2 separate regions of the Rattus norvegicus genome follow, and region 2 is linked to region 1. A link is a contact called in public Hi-C data. All regions are on one chromosome and are shown on one strand. The core of a region is the stretch at or near the end of the contact, and the rest is flanking DNA. Distances in the headings are between cores, read along the strand shown.

Region 1 (6,586 bases), core at 3,068-5,567:
CTTTCTCCCTTAATTTACTTTTGTTGGAGTATTTTATTACAGCAATAGGAAAAGTAACTAAGATACAGTTGATGGGATGCATAGGCGATGGAGAGATTGATCAGTTGAGGAACAGATGAAGAGTAGATGGATAGATATATGGGTAGGCAAATGGATCTGACTGGTAGATGGATGAGTCCACGGATAGTTAGATAGGCCAATAGATGGATGGATAGGTAGATAATAGGATGGATAAGTACACACTTGGATGAACAGATGAACAGCTGAATTGACAATAGGTCAGATAGATGGGCACTATATGGGCAGACAGATGGGTAGATGGGTGGATAGTGGGTGAATACATGGATAAATAGATGCTAAATGGACTGATGGGTGGATGGATAGATGATGGGTACCCCCATGAGTGATGGAAGATAGACAGACAAGTAAATACATGATGGCCAGAGAAGAGATGGATGAGAGATGGAGAGATGATGTACAGATAGAACAGGGATAGATGAGCAGATGGAAAGCTGGATGGGTGGGTGGGTGGGTGGATGAATGGGTGGGTGGGTGGGTGGATGAATGGGTGGGTGGGTGGGTGGATGGATGGATGGATGGATGAGTGGATGGATGTGTGGATGGGTGGGTGAATGGATGGATGGATGGGTGGGTGGATGGATGGATGGATGAGTGGATGGATGTGTGCATGGGTGGGTGGATGGATAGATGGATGGGTGGGTGGATGGATAGATGGATGGGTGGGTGGATGGATGGATGGGTGGGTGGGTGGATGGATGGATGGGTGGGTGGGTGGATGGGTGGATGGGTGGGTGAATGGATGGATGGATGGGTGGGTGGGTGGATGGATAGATGGATGGGTGGGTGGATGGATGGATGGATGAGTGGATGGATGGATGGGTGGGTGAATGGATGGATGGATGGATGGATGGGTGGGTGGGTGGATGGATGGATGGGTGGGTGGGTGGATGGATAGATGGGTGGGTGGGTGGATGAATAAGTAGATAGTGGATGGATGGATAGGTGGGTGAGTGGATGAATAAATGGATGGATGAATAGGTGGGTGGGTGGATGAATAAATGGATGGATGGACAGCAGGTGAATGGCTGGACCCACATAGCTAGCGGATAAATGTGACATGTGCTCATCTATTCAGCAAATATACATTAGCTTAGTCTTGTGTGTTTGGTTGGTTGGTTGTCAGGTTTGGAGACAGGTTCCCACTATGTAGTCCTGGATGTCCCGCTGGAGCTCACTGTGTAGATCAGGCTGGCCTCGAATTCACAGAGATCCTCCTGCCTCTGCCTTCCCCAGTGCTGAGATTGAAGTTGTGAATCACCACATCTGGCCACACTGAGAGGAAGTTGGACTGTAGAGAGGGACAGATTCTTGGTTCCGCCAAGGAGTTTGCCATCTAGTGGGAAAGAGAGGCCTCGCACCCTCTGTGCATCTCAAGCAGAAGAAAACCCGACTTACAGTGATCAGAACACAGTATGGAGAACTCAGGGAGGAGATGGCGTTTTTTGGTGTGAGCACACCAGGGGGAAAAAACCTCGAGATGCACCCGGAAGAGGGTGTCAGGAAGGATCCCAGGGGAAAACTGGGTCTCCGCACCCAGTAGGAATCTCATCACTGCAACCTCTGTGGATTGTGAACCCTATTTATTTATTTAAGAGGCTATGAACTCTGGGCATCGGGTACTAGAGGGCAGGCGAGAAAGGCCATGAAAGGTGAACCAGGCCGCTCACACCATGCCCCCTGGAAGGGGCATCATGTCATGTCCCACATTGCCACCGAGAACAAAATCAAAAGTTTGGGGCACTTGTGCATCTGTTTGTTTTCGTTTGTTTCATTTTGAGGTTTTTGTTTTGACTTTGTTTTACACTTATTTTATTTATTCATTTGTGTGTGTGTATGAGAGAGAGAGAGAGAGAGAGAGAGAGAGAGAGAGAGAGAGAGAGAGCGTGTGCCAACAGTGTGCATGGGTGAAGGTCCGGGAACAACTTGTGAGAGTTGGTTCTCTTCTTCCGCCTTGTGGGTTCCAAGGATTGGTCATCAGGCTTGGTTGACAGCAAGCACCTTCACCCACTGAGCCACCTCACAGGCCATGTTTTATTTTGGAGGGATGGGGGGGGGTCTCACTATGTAGCTCAGGCTAGCCTCAAACTTGCTATGTAGCCAAGCGTGACTTTGGACTCCGATCCTCTGCCTCTATCTTTCCAGGGCTGAGATTACGGATGTAATGCCACACCTGGTTTACACAGTGCTGGGGATGGAACCCCCAGCTTCCTAACGGTTGCACAAGTTCTCTACCAACTAAACAGGCCCAGCCTTAGTCTGCAAACTACTTCCTTTCGTTGATGTTGTTGGGGGTGGCGGTTGTGGTGTATTTTGTTGTTGTTGTTGTTGTTTTGTTTTGTTTGGGTTTAGTCTTTTTTGTTATTTTTTTTTCTTTTTTTGTTCCTTTGTTTTTACAAGACAAGGTTTCTCTTTGCGTAACCCTAGCTGTCTTGGAACTTACACTGTAGACCAGGCTGACCTCGAACTCAGAGATCTGCCTGCCCCTGCCTCTGGAGCACCACCACCACTACCACCCAGAGCCTCTGGAACTTTCTGTGGAGACTAGAATTTAAATTTAAATTTTGTCATCTGTCCTTCCATAGTGCTGGGAATTTTATGGTCACGTTCATCTCTCTAGATATCTCGGAGGTCTGCAAAGTTTTTCTCGAAACCTGGGAAATAGAATGGAGATGCAGATGAGGCTGTTTGAAGGACAACAGATGGTTAGGGTGTGTGATGAAGTCTGGTCAGTTACCCTCGATCCTCCCACCTGACTCAGACATAACCAATCTTTCCACCGGGGACAGGAGGCTTGGGGAAAGCCATGGGCTCTTAAAGCAATTTTGGGACCAACATCTGACATCTAGATCAGGCTTTGAGATCCTTGGCTGTATTGTCATTCTTGTGTGGTGTGCCTCAGACAAGAGTTTTGCTTGTTTGGGCACTGCTGGGATCGAACCCAGGACTTTGCTGAGGTTAGGTACTCTACCATGGAGCCATTCCTAGCTGGGGCCTCAGGAAAGGACTTTTATCTGTTCAGTTCTGTGTCTGTTGTGAATGCCCAGCCTAGTGTCTGGCCTTTAAAAAGCAAGAACAGGTTTGAAAAAAAAAAAAAAAAAGCAAGAATAGGCAAACAGTGGCGACGCATGGATTTATTTCCAGACTCAGGAGGCAGAGGCAGACGGATCTCTGAGTTGGAAGCCAGCCTGGTCTACAGAGTGAGTTCTAGGACAGCCTAGACTACACAGAGAAACCCTATCTAGAAAAACAACAAAACAAAAAAGAAAAAGAAAGAAGAGAAGGAAAGGAAAGGAGAAGGAAGGAAGGAAGGAAGGAAGGAAGGAAAAGGGAGGAAGAAAAGCAGGAACAGAAGCTAGGTTTCAGGGTCAGTGAGAGAACTTCCTGAGCAGAAAGAAGAGGCCGGTGAGTGTCGGATCGATGCTGGGGGTGGGGGTGGGGTCGCGTCTCCTGGGACAGGGAGGTGATCTAGAGAGGGTGAATTCTCAGAATCCCCTTCTGAACTTTGCTATACAGGTGTAGGACAATCATAAGAGCACCTGGGTGCAAGGGTCAACCACACAGGACCCTGGGAAAGTGAAGAAAGGCAGGTGAGCGATTTACTAAACACACTGTGAAGCAGAGAATGACCCTGAATTTCTGATATTTTCTCTCTCTCTCTCTCTCTCTCTCTCTCTCTCTCTCTCTCTCTCTCTCTCTCTCTCTCTCTCTCTCGTGTTTATGTGTCTAGGAACACTTATGGGGCTCAGAGGTCAAATTTTAAAAATCGAGTATTTTCTTCCAACATGCGGGACCTAGCACTCGAACTCATGTCCTCAATCCTGGCGGCAAACGCTTTTATCAGCTAGCCATCTTGACGGCTGGAACTTCTGATCTTTTTCTGCCTCCACCTCCCGAGTGTTGCACTTAACAGAATCGCCCCCATGTTAAGTTTCTGTGGTACGGAGGATGGAACCCAAGCCTTCGTCATGCGAGGCAAACACTGTTCCAACCGAGTTGCAGCCCCAGCCCCAGCCAGCCTTTTTCTGAAACCTGAAAAGTAGGGACTAAAAATTGCTCACAGCAGACAGAAAGGTTAAGCCAGGACCAGTGGTTTCACACCAGGCTCATTGGTTATGCTAATTTAAACATCACCTGCCAACCAAGACCACGCCCACCACAAGGACAAATAGTGGGGCAGAGGCGTGGCCATGGTAATTAGGCTCAGCTGGCAAGGATTGGCTCTCAAACTGCTATCCAGAGTGTCCGGGAGTTGGCGACAATAGTGGCCATGGCGCGCGCGCTGGCGGATCTATCCGTGAACTTGCAGGTCCCCCGGGTCGTCCCCAGCCCGGATTCGGACTCGGATACAGACTTGGAGGATCCGAGTCCCCGGCGCAGCGCGGGTGGCCTGCATCGATCACAGGTCATTCACAGCGGACACTTCATGGTGTCCTCGCCGCACAGCGACTCGCTGACCCGGCGACGCGACCAGGAGGGGCCCGTGGGGCTCGCCGACTTCGGGCCGCGCAGCATCGATCCGACACTCACCCGCCTCTTCGAATGCTTGAGCCTGGCTTACAGGTGAGGGCGGACCGGGGAGATTGAGTCCCAGCTTTCTGTGGTGGGACCCGCACTGGGGCTCTGGTCCCAAACTGCTTTGGGGGGACTCTGGATACAACTTAGGCATTAGCTCCCTTGCCGGGTCCTGAGCCAGCCCACGGACCCTCATGTCCCATCATCTGCTTGTGATGCCACTGACCTGTCCACCTCTACAGGCTCTCTTGCAGTTGGGCCCTGCTCCCTGGTTCTTATGCTTTTGTCCTTAAATGACAGTTGTCTTTCACACTCCTCAGACTATAAACCACCCCGTCCACTCCCTCCCTCCACTCGTGTGATGCCTGGACTGTTTCGTTCATCCCCAGCAGTCCCTGCAAAATCCCACTCTGCTGGGGACTTTCCCTGCACGCTGCTGTTATCCGGCGGTCGCCCCTCATAGCCAGTGTCAACGTATATGGAAACAGTGTCTTGCTCACTTCCCGATTGCCCAGACAACATTTGTTTGGCTTGATTTAGTTTGGTGAGCCAGAGTCTCCCTCTAAAATTCAGGCTGGCATGGAGCTAGGTAGCCCAGGCTGGACTCCTATCTCAGCCTCCCAAATACCGGGATTACAGGCATGAGCCACCATGCCTGATTTAGAACGCTATGTCAAGGTTGGCGGGAAGATGGTGCCAGGCACCTGCCCAGAGCCAGCAGGGGGTGCTGCAGTCCACCCTGGGTCGGGTAGGGAAAACCTGGTCTTCCCGAACCCGGTATCTGTAAGAAGCTGTAATGCAGCCAGGAACCCCCCTGCTGTGGCTCAGAACTCCCGGGCCGCACCCAACTCCAGCCCCACCTACGTGTCCCAGGGGAGGGCGCGAACTGGGGTCTTGGCCCAGTGCCCTGGAGCAAAGTTCCCGGGAGCAGAGGGACTAGGATAAATTATCAACCGAAAACAGTAGGAGAGAAAGGGGGATCGGCCGGCCTTGATCTTTCCTCTCTGTAAATACTATGCTTCTTCAGAGAGCCTCCTCCCCTTCGTAGAACCGCTGGCTGTAGACCGGCACCTGCAGCCCCATTAGGGGACCTAGAGCTGGGGTGGGAATTGCGGAAGAGCGTGGCCCACCGCGTGGCGGCAGAGCCGCGCGACCCCATTGGCTGGAGGCAGAGTAACCTTGGCCCACAAGTTCTGGCCTCAAGCCCAGGTCATGTTGCAACCTGATAGTTCAGGGCGCTGAGACCGATGTGGAAAGTTCAAATTCCCTGTCCCTTTCCCCCTCCCCCGCCCTTGGACATCATGAGACTGCCTGGGAAGGGGCCATCTAAGGTCTCGGAACACCAGAAGCCGCTCACACTGGAACAGTGTTTTAGTTATCAAAGACTTCCAATTATTGGAGTTACACGGAGGAGAGGGGGCTATCCCTCACCCTCCTCTCTCTCATTGAGTCTCACACTGTAGACTATTCCAGCCTAGAACTCGCTGTAGAACGGAGGCTGCCCTGGAATTCTGCTCTGGCTTCCCCAAGTGCTGGAATTACGGGCCTGAACCACAAGAAGCCCAGGATTCCAATGTTCCCCCAAAGGGTCTCCCATTTCCCGACCACTCCCAACTCAGGTTTCCTTTATCTATACATTCAATGCGATCTGGCTTAGAGGGCTTCCCAACACAGACTGTGGGCAGACAGAAGGAGAGCAGTTATAGGGAAATTGCTGGTGGAGGGGCAGAGGGCACTCCCAGAATGGCTTGCTCCCGTGTGAGGCTGCGTGAGGCTGCGTGAGGATGAGGAACTCCAGCTAGGGTGGAGAGCTCTGTTTCCCCCACCCGCTAAAGAACCAGACTATTAAATTCTCTTGAGTGGGATTTCTGAGGATACCCAAGGATGAGGGTAGGTAAGTACTTAGCGCCCTTGGTGAAGGAAAAACGCTCACCGTGGGCCAGGAGAGGTCTCTGTCAGTGAGGGTACTTGGTGCCCGGATTGGTGGCCCGAG
Region 2 (5,984 bases), core at 1,807-4,306, 130 kb before region 1:
GAACTCATCTCTTTGAACATCCAGGCCCCAAGGACCCTCCAGTCTCTGCCTCCTGAGGGTTAGGACTACAAGTGGGAGCACTTGTACTCAGTCTTACTTCATTTTTGATTTGATGTGTTTTGTTTTTCAGAGACAGGGTTTTCTCTGTGTAGCCCTGGATGTCTTAGACCTTGATTTGTAGACCAAGCTGGCCTTAAACTCTGGAATCCACCTGCCTCTGCCTCCCAGGTGCTGAGATTAAAGGCTAAAAACCTAAAACCTAAGGTTTTTTTTTTTTTAATTGTTGTTGTATTTTTAGTGTCCATTTCAGGGCACAGGACCCATGACCTCCTTCTTATGTGACAAGCACTCTACAGGCAGAACCATATTTCCAGCCTCCACCGCTCTCCCCCATCCAAGGTGGCACCACACCAGCTCTCCATTAAAGACTTGTACCTTTATTTCATTTTATTTTGTTTATTAAGTACCCTGGGCTTAAACTCCTTCCAGAAGAGCCCTGACCCAGCACCAGCTGGGCTTTGTGGCCCGGCACTCCCAGCCCTACCCATCAGGACCAGCCCAAGACCTTTGCACTAAGAAGAAACAGAGCCTGGGTTTCCATGTGCCTCTGGGACTGTTTATTGTAATCCTCTTTCACCCCAGGGTTTGAGCTCTGAAGAAGAAGGTGGAGTTTTGAGTGTTTTTGATTTGAGAGTTGGGGGTCTGGGGGGGGGGGAGTGAGGCTCAATTCAATTAGTTATTCGATGTGAGTGTGTGTGTGGGGGGTGTATGAGTGTGTGTGTGTGTGTGTGTGTGTGTGTGTGTGTGTGTGTGTATGCACTCGAGTGCAGAGAACAACTTTGGGGAATGGGCTTTTCTTCATCTTTAAAAGAACAAGGGGTTGGGGATTTGGCTCAGTGGTAGAGCGCTTGCCTAGCAAGCGCAAGGCCCTGGGTTCGGTCCCCAGCTCCGAAAAAAAGAAAAAAAAATAAATAAAAGAACAGGGATCAAACTCAGGTTGTCAAGCTGGATGTCAAGGGCTTTTTATCCTCTGGACCATCTGCCTCCCCCAAGCTCTTCAGCTAGCTGGATACACCTCAGGTTCCCAGCTAATTGCAAAGCCCCTGGGGCCCTCAGGTTACAGAAGCAAGGGAAAGTGCTAAGTCAATTACCTCCTTGATTACCCAGCCCTGTTCTAGGCGTCGGGAGTGCCCGTAATAAAACAGGCAAAAATGCTGGTCCTTCGTCTTGGAACATTCTGAATGTCCCCGTGGTGGTAACAGACCGGAGCAGAGACAAAGAAACAGAAATAAATGAGAAACCAAGCGTGGCCTCTCTCACAAAGAAGCTCACCACTTATGCAGGGGAGGCAAAACAAGGCCACCCTGTGCTACACGGTTCAGCCCTGTGGGGGAGGGGAAGGAGGGGGGAGGGGAAGAAAAAAGAAAGGCAGGGAGAGAAGAAGGAGGAAGAGAGGGGAAAAAAAAAAAGAAAGGAAAGCCAGAGACCACTTCAGATGATGTCAAATACGAAAGAAAACAAAGGTATAAAAGAGGAGGGGGCTCCGATCAGTCTAGAGGCAGAGAGGCAGGTGGATCTGTGAGTTCGAGGCCAGCCTGGTCTATAGCATAAATTCCAGGACAACCAGGGCTACAACAGAGAAACACTGTCTGGAAAAAAGCAAAACAAAACAAAAAGAGAGGATGGGGGCATTGTGAGTAAGATGTCGGGATGCTTTTTGTTGTTGTCCATTGTTTCTGTTTGGGTTCAGGGTTCCAAGCCACCCACCCCGACCTTCAAATCAGCTGGGGAGGCTCTCGATGAGGTGCCTACTGACATGCCATCTCTCAGGGTTGACTCAATGCCGGGGACAAACCAAAGGCTTGGTGCTTGCTGGCCAAGCACGGGGGCTACATCCCCAGCCCCTGAAACTATGACAGATTCGGGGCGGGGCCAGTCAGTCACGTGGGCAGCTGCAGGAGTGGGAATGTCTGGTGAAGAAAGGACCCCAAGCACGGGCCCTGGGTCCTCGAAGAGGATGCATGGGAACTAACCAAAAAAACTTTATCCTAGCGGTGGTGAGGGGAAGAGGCGAAGGGAGGAGTCGGAGCATGCGCCATCCCAAGGTGTGCGGCAGGAGAGTCAGTATCCAGAGGCAAAGGGGTGTTTGGGGGCTTTTTTTTTTCTTTTTGGTTGTTTGTAGTTTGTTTGAGCCAGGGTCTCATGTAGCTTTGAATTCTCCGTGTAGCCAAGGTGGTCTTGAACTCCTGCCTGCCTGCCTCCACTTTCCCAAGCACTGGGATTACAGGCGTGACAGGCGAACTCTGTTTTATTTCGAGGAACAGTTTTACTGTACAGCGCACTCTGGCCTTGAACTCACAGCCAGCTTCTTGCCTCAGCCTCAGGCATGAGCCAACACACCTGCCTAGACTTCTTTTCTCGTGTGTATCAAATCTCTTTGCCACTTTTCACTCACCCTGGTACTCACCCTGCCCCGTCTCCCAGAGGAAAGAAAACAACACCGTGAGGAGAATCTCAGTGGGGGAAAAGCAGCTCTGGGTGGGCTAGCAATTGAACCAACCCTGCTATCAGCCCAGGTCACATGAGGGGGCTGGACAAGAATCTGAACTCAATACCTATCCCTGGGGTGCAGGGTGGGCTCTTCAGGTGGGCGTCCCTGGCTTCAGAGTCCTGTATATCTGAATATAGACAATACCGCCAGGCTGCACTTGGACAAGGCCAGTGTGCTTGCCTCAAAGCCGGAGGGACCCGGAGCAGGTGCTACATTTCCATCCACCTACGGCGACAAACAGCCTCAGCCACGCCCCCACCTGGGTCCTCCCAATCCGGGTCCTCCAGAGGAATTGGCCGCGCCTCCATCCAACGCCTCCCGCGCTAAAGAGGACGGAGGTGGGGGGGGACGAGAGAGTCAAGCAGTTTACAATTGGTGATTTGCACTTCAAATCCCTGAAGCGCCCCTCCCACTCCGTATATCTCCAGAGAATTCGTTATGCGTAAGGAGCTAGGGGGAGGTTGGGAAGAAGCGGAGCTAGGAGGACCCCGCCCTCCTTCGATCCCCCATCCCCACCCACACGCACACACATATATAGTTCTGCATTGAGGTTGGTTCTAGCTAATTCCTTTCTCCCATGGTGAAGAGGGTTGGGGAGTACCGATCGGACTGGACGGGACACACGTCACTGTCCCCTGGGCCAGAAGAGCGAGCTCCGCCCTCCTCCTCTGGGCACCAAGCTAAGTCCAACCCACCCCATCCCAGAGCCAACCCAGTCTCAGAAAGACGTCTCCAAAGCCACAGGCAGGTGCAGGGGCAGTCTCCGTGCGAGCCCCGGGAAAGGAGCCGTTAGCGTGCTCCGTCCATTGCCATCCACCGGTCGTTCCCGGCGACAGACCTCCGTCAACTTTTGAAGGGGAGTTGGTTCTCAGGTCCAGCGGCCGCGATCCCTGGTCTCCCAGCCTACGGAGTTACCCGGCGGAGCCGGTTCAAGTCCAGCAGCCATGTCCATGGGCCTGGAGATCACCGGCACGTCGCTGGCCGTGCTGGGCTGGCTGTGCACCATCGTGTGCTGCGCCCTTCCCATGTGGCGCGTTTCGGCATTCATCGGCAGCAGCATCATCACGGCGCAGATCACCTGGGAAGGCCTGTGGATGAACTGCGTGGTGCAGAGCACCGGCCAGATGCAGTGCAAGATGTACGACTCGCTGCTGGCCCTGCCGCAGGACCTCCAGGCCGCCCGAGCTCTCATCGTGGTGTCTATCCTACTGGCAGCCTTCGGGCTCCTCGTGGCGCTCGTGGGGGCCCAGTGTACCAACTGCGTACAAGATGAGACGGCCAAGGCCAAGATCACCATCGTGGCGGGAGTGCTTTTCCTGTTGGCGGCTGTGCTCACCTTAGTGCCGGTGTCCTGGTCCGCCAACACCATCATCCGGGATTTTTATAACCCGCTGGTACCTGAGGCCCAGAAGCGAGAGATGGGAACTGGGTTGTACGTGGGCTGGGCTGCCGCCGCGCTGCAATTGCTAGGGGGCGCCTTGCTGTGTTGCTCCTGCCCACCACGCGAGAAGTACGCACCCACCAAGATCCTCTATTCCGCGCCGCGATCCACCGGCCCTGGCACCGGTACCGGCACCGCCTATGACCGTAAGGACTACGTCTGAGAGGCCGGGTGCGCGCACACCGCACCATCACCACTACCAACCGTCGATGTACCCCACCCGTCCAGCGTGCAGCCTCGCCTCAGAGACCACCCCACCTTCCAGATGGTTACAGACGCCACGCAGTCTGCTTGCTAGGCTGGAAGAGGACAGACAGCCTGGCGTCCCCTTTTCTCCGGTTGCCACCTGATTACCTGGCCTAGGAACTGTCCAAGTCGAATGGACAAAGACACCTCGCCCTTCCCAAGTACAGGGTTGGGGTGGCCATCGCAGCTACTTGCCAGCCCCGCAGCCAGAAGGCTCATAGTGGGCAGAGACAGGCAAACTATAAAAAGGGCCGTTTCGTATTTTTCAATAAAAGCCTTTCGTTTTTGCAGTCGCTGGAGCTTCCTTATCCTGAACGCCGCACTGCCCACCACCTCCCCTACCCGCCACCTGCTGGGGAGTGTCCCTCAATAGCCTCACCAGGGGCAGCGAGCTTTAAACAGCGTACAGGTTCAGTAAGGAGAAAGTGGGGGGACACATGAGTTTGCTGCTCACTAGGTGGGTAACACTTGGGAGGTACTTCAAGACTGATCTCAACAGACCCTATAGCAAGGCTTATCTAACGACCCAGCCAGAGGGTTTCCGAGGGCCAAGGCTGGAGAGGGGCAAGGGGAATGGTTTGTGCTTGGACCCACAGCCTTGCTCTGGGCACTTGGGGTGGCTGACGTGCAGGTTAAAGAAACACATTCTCTACTGGGATCTCATATTTGGAGACGTCGAACAAAAAGACCTATTGTTCGGATCAAATGCCTCACCTAAAACGACGGCTAAGCGATGGGGGTGTGGCTCAGTGGTAGAACACTTGTGTAGCATGTATGGGGCTCGGGCTCCATTGGTGGGGGGGGGCACCTAAAAGGGACATTTGACAAAGAATTCTGACGTGGAGGTGGAGAGATGAGGGGAAAGGCCACCCCACCTTCTTCCCAGTGTCCTCAAAGGAAGAAGGGACCTAGCTTTAAACGATAATGAGACTGGAGGCCAAGAACTGAAGCAGGGCTCTTGGAGGGGAAACAGGTTCCCGACTTCCTAGGTTTTAAAGGGTGACAGCATCTGGAAAGTGTAGGCAGAAATGTAGGCGTTCAAGGGTAGCCTCTCTGACACTTACCAATTTCTTTTCTTTTCTTTTCTTTTCTTCTTTTTTCCCCTTTGAGACAGGGTTTATTTGTGTAGCCCTGGGTGTCCTGGAACTTGCTCTGTAGACCAGGCTGGCCTCAAACTCACAGAGATCCACCTGCCTCTGCCTCCCTAGTGCTAGAGTTAAGGGTGTGTGTCACCACCCACCAGCCTTAGTTTATTTTCTCTCTTTCTCTTTCATTTGTTTTTGCTTCTGTTTTGTTTGTTTGTGTGTTTGTTTGTGTGTTTAGACACAGAGTCCCTCTACACAGCCCTGGCTATCCTGGAACTCAGGTAGACCAGACTGACCCCCGTGATTAGTTCACATATCAATTTCAAAGCCAGCCTGGGGAGGGAGAAATGTTGGGGGCATGTCTTTAATCCCAGCACTGTGGAGGCAGGAGGATCTCTGTGAGTTGGAGACCAGCCTGGTCTATGTAGTGAGTTCCGGGTTAGCCAGGACTTCGTAAGGAGACTTTTTGTGGCAAACAAACAAACAAAACCAGAGGGAAAAAAAAGTGAAAGAAACTTGAGGACGACACTCAAAGCTGATGGTGGGACCCCAACTTTCTGAGACAGAACTGACAAGGCTAAGGAAGCCTGAGTCTTAGGGCTCCAGAACCATTAGAGTGTCAGAGCTCAGGAGAGAGAAGAAACTAAAAACTTTAACTTTC

The links. Hi-C and Micro-C count contacts between places; a contact is called where the count stands out from the background.
Region 2: a Hi-C map of liver shows a contact between it and region 1, with 2.4 times the contacts expected there. The contact joins the promoter of Cldn3 here to the promoter of Mlxipl in region 1. A contact is called at or near these places in 2 of 12 Hi-C or Micro-C datasets (both in liver).

Annotation. Positions count from the first base shown.
Region 1 is chr12:27,211,387-27,217,972 of GRCr8, reverse strand. Mlxipl (MLX interacting protein-like) reads left to right here and starts at 4,317. Exons shown (of 17, transcript NM_133552.2): 1 at 4,317-4,641. The coding sequence starts at 4,349.
Region 2 is chr12:27,343,619-27,349,602 of GRCr8, reverse strand. It overlaps Cldn3 (claudin 3), which reads left to right and starts at 3,056. Exons shown (of 1, transcript NM_031700.2): 1 at 3,056-4,528. The coding sequence starts at 3,496. The coding sequence ends at 4,155.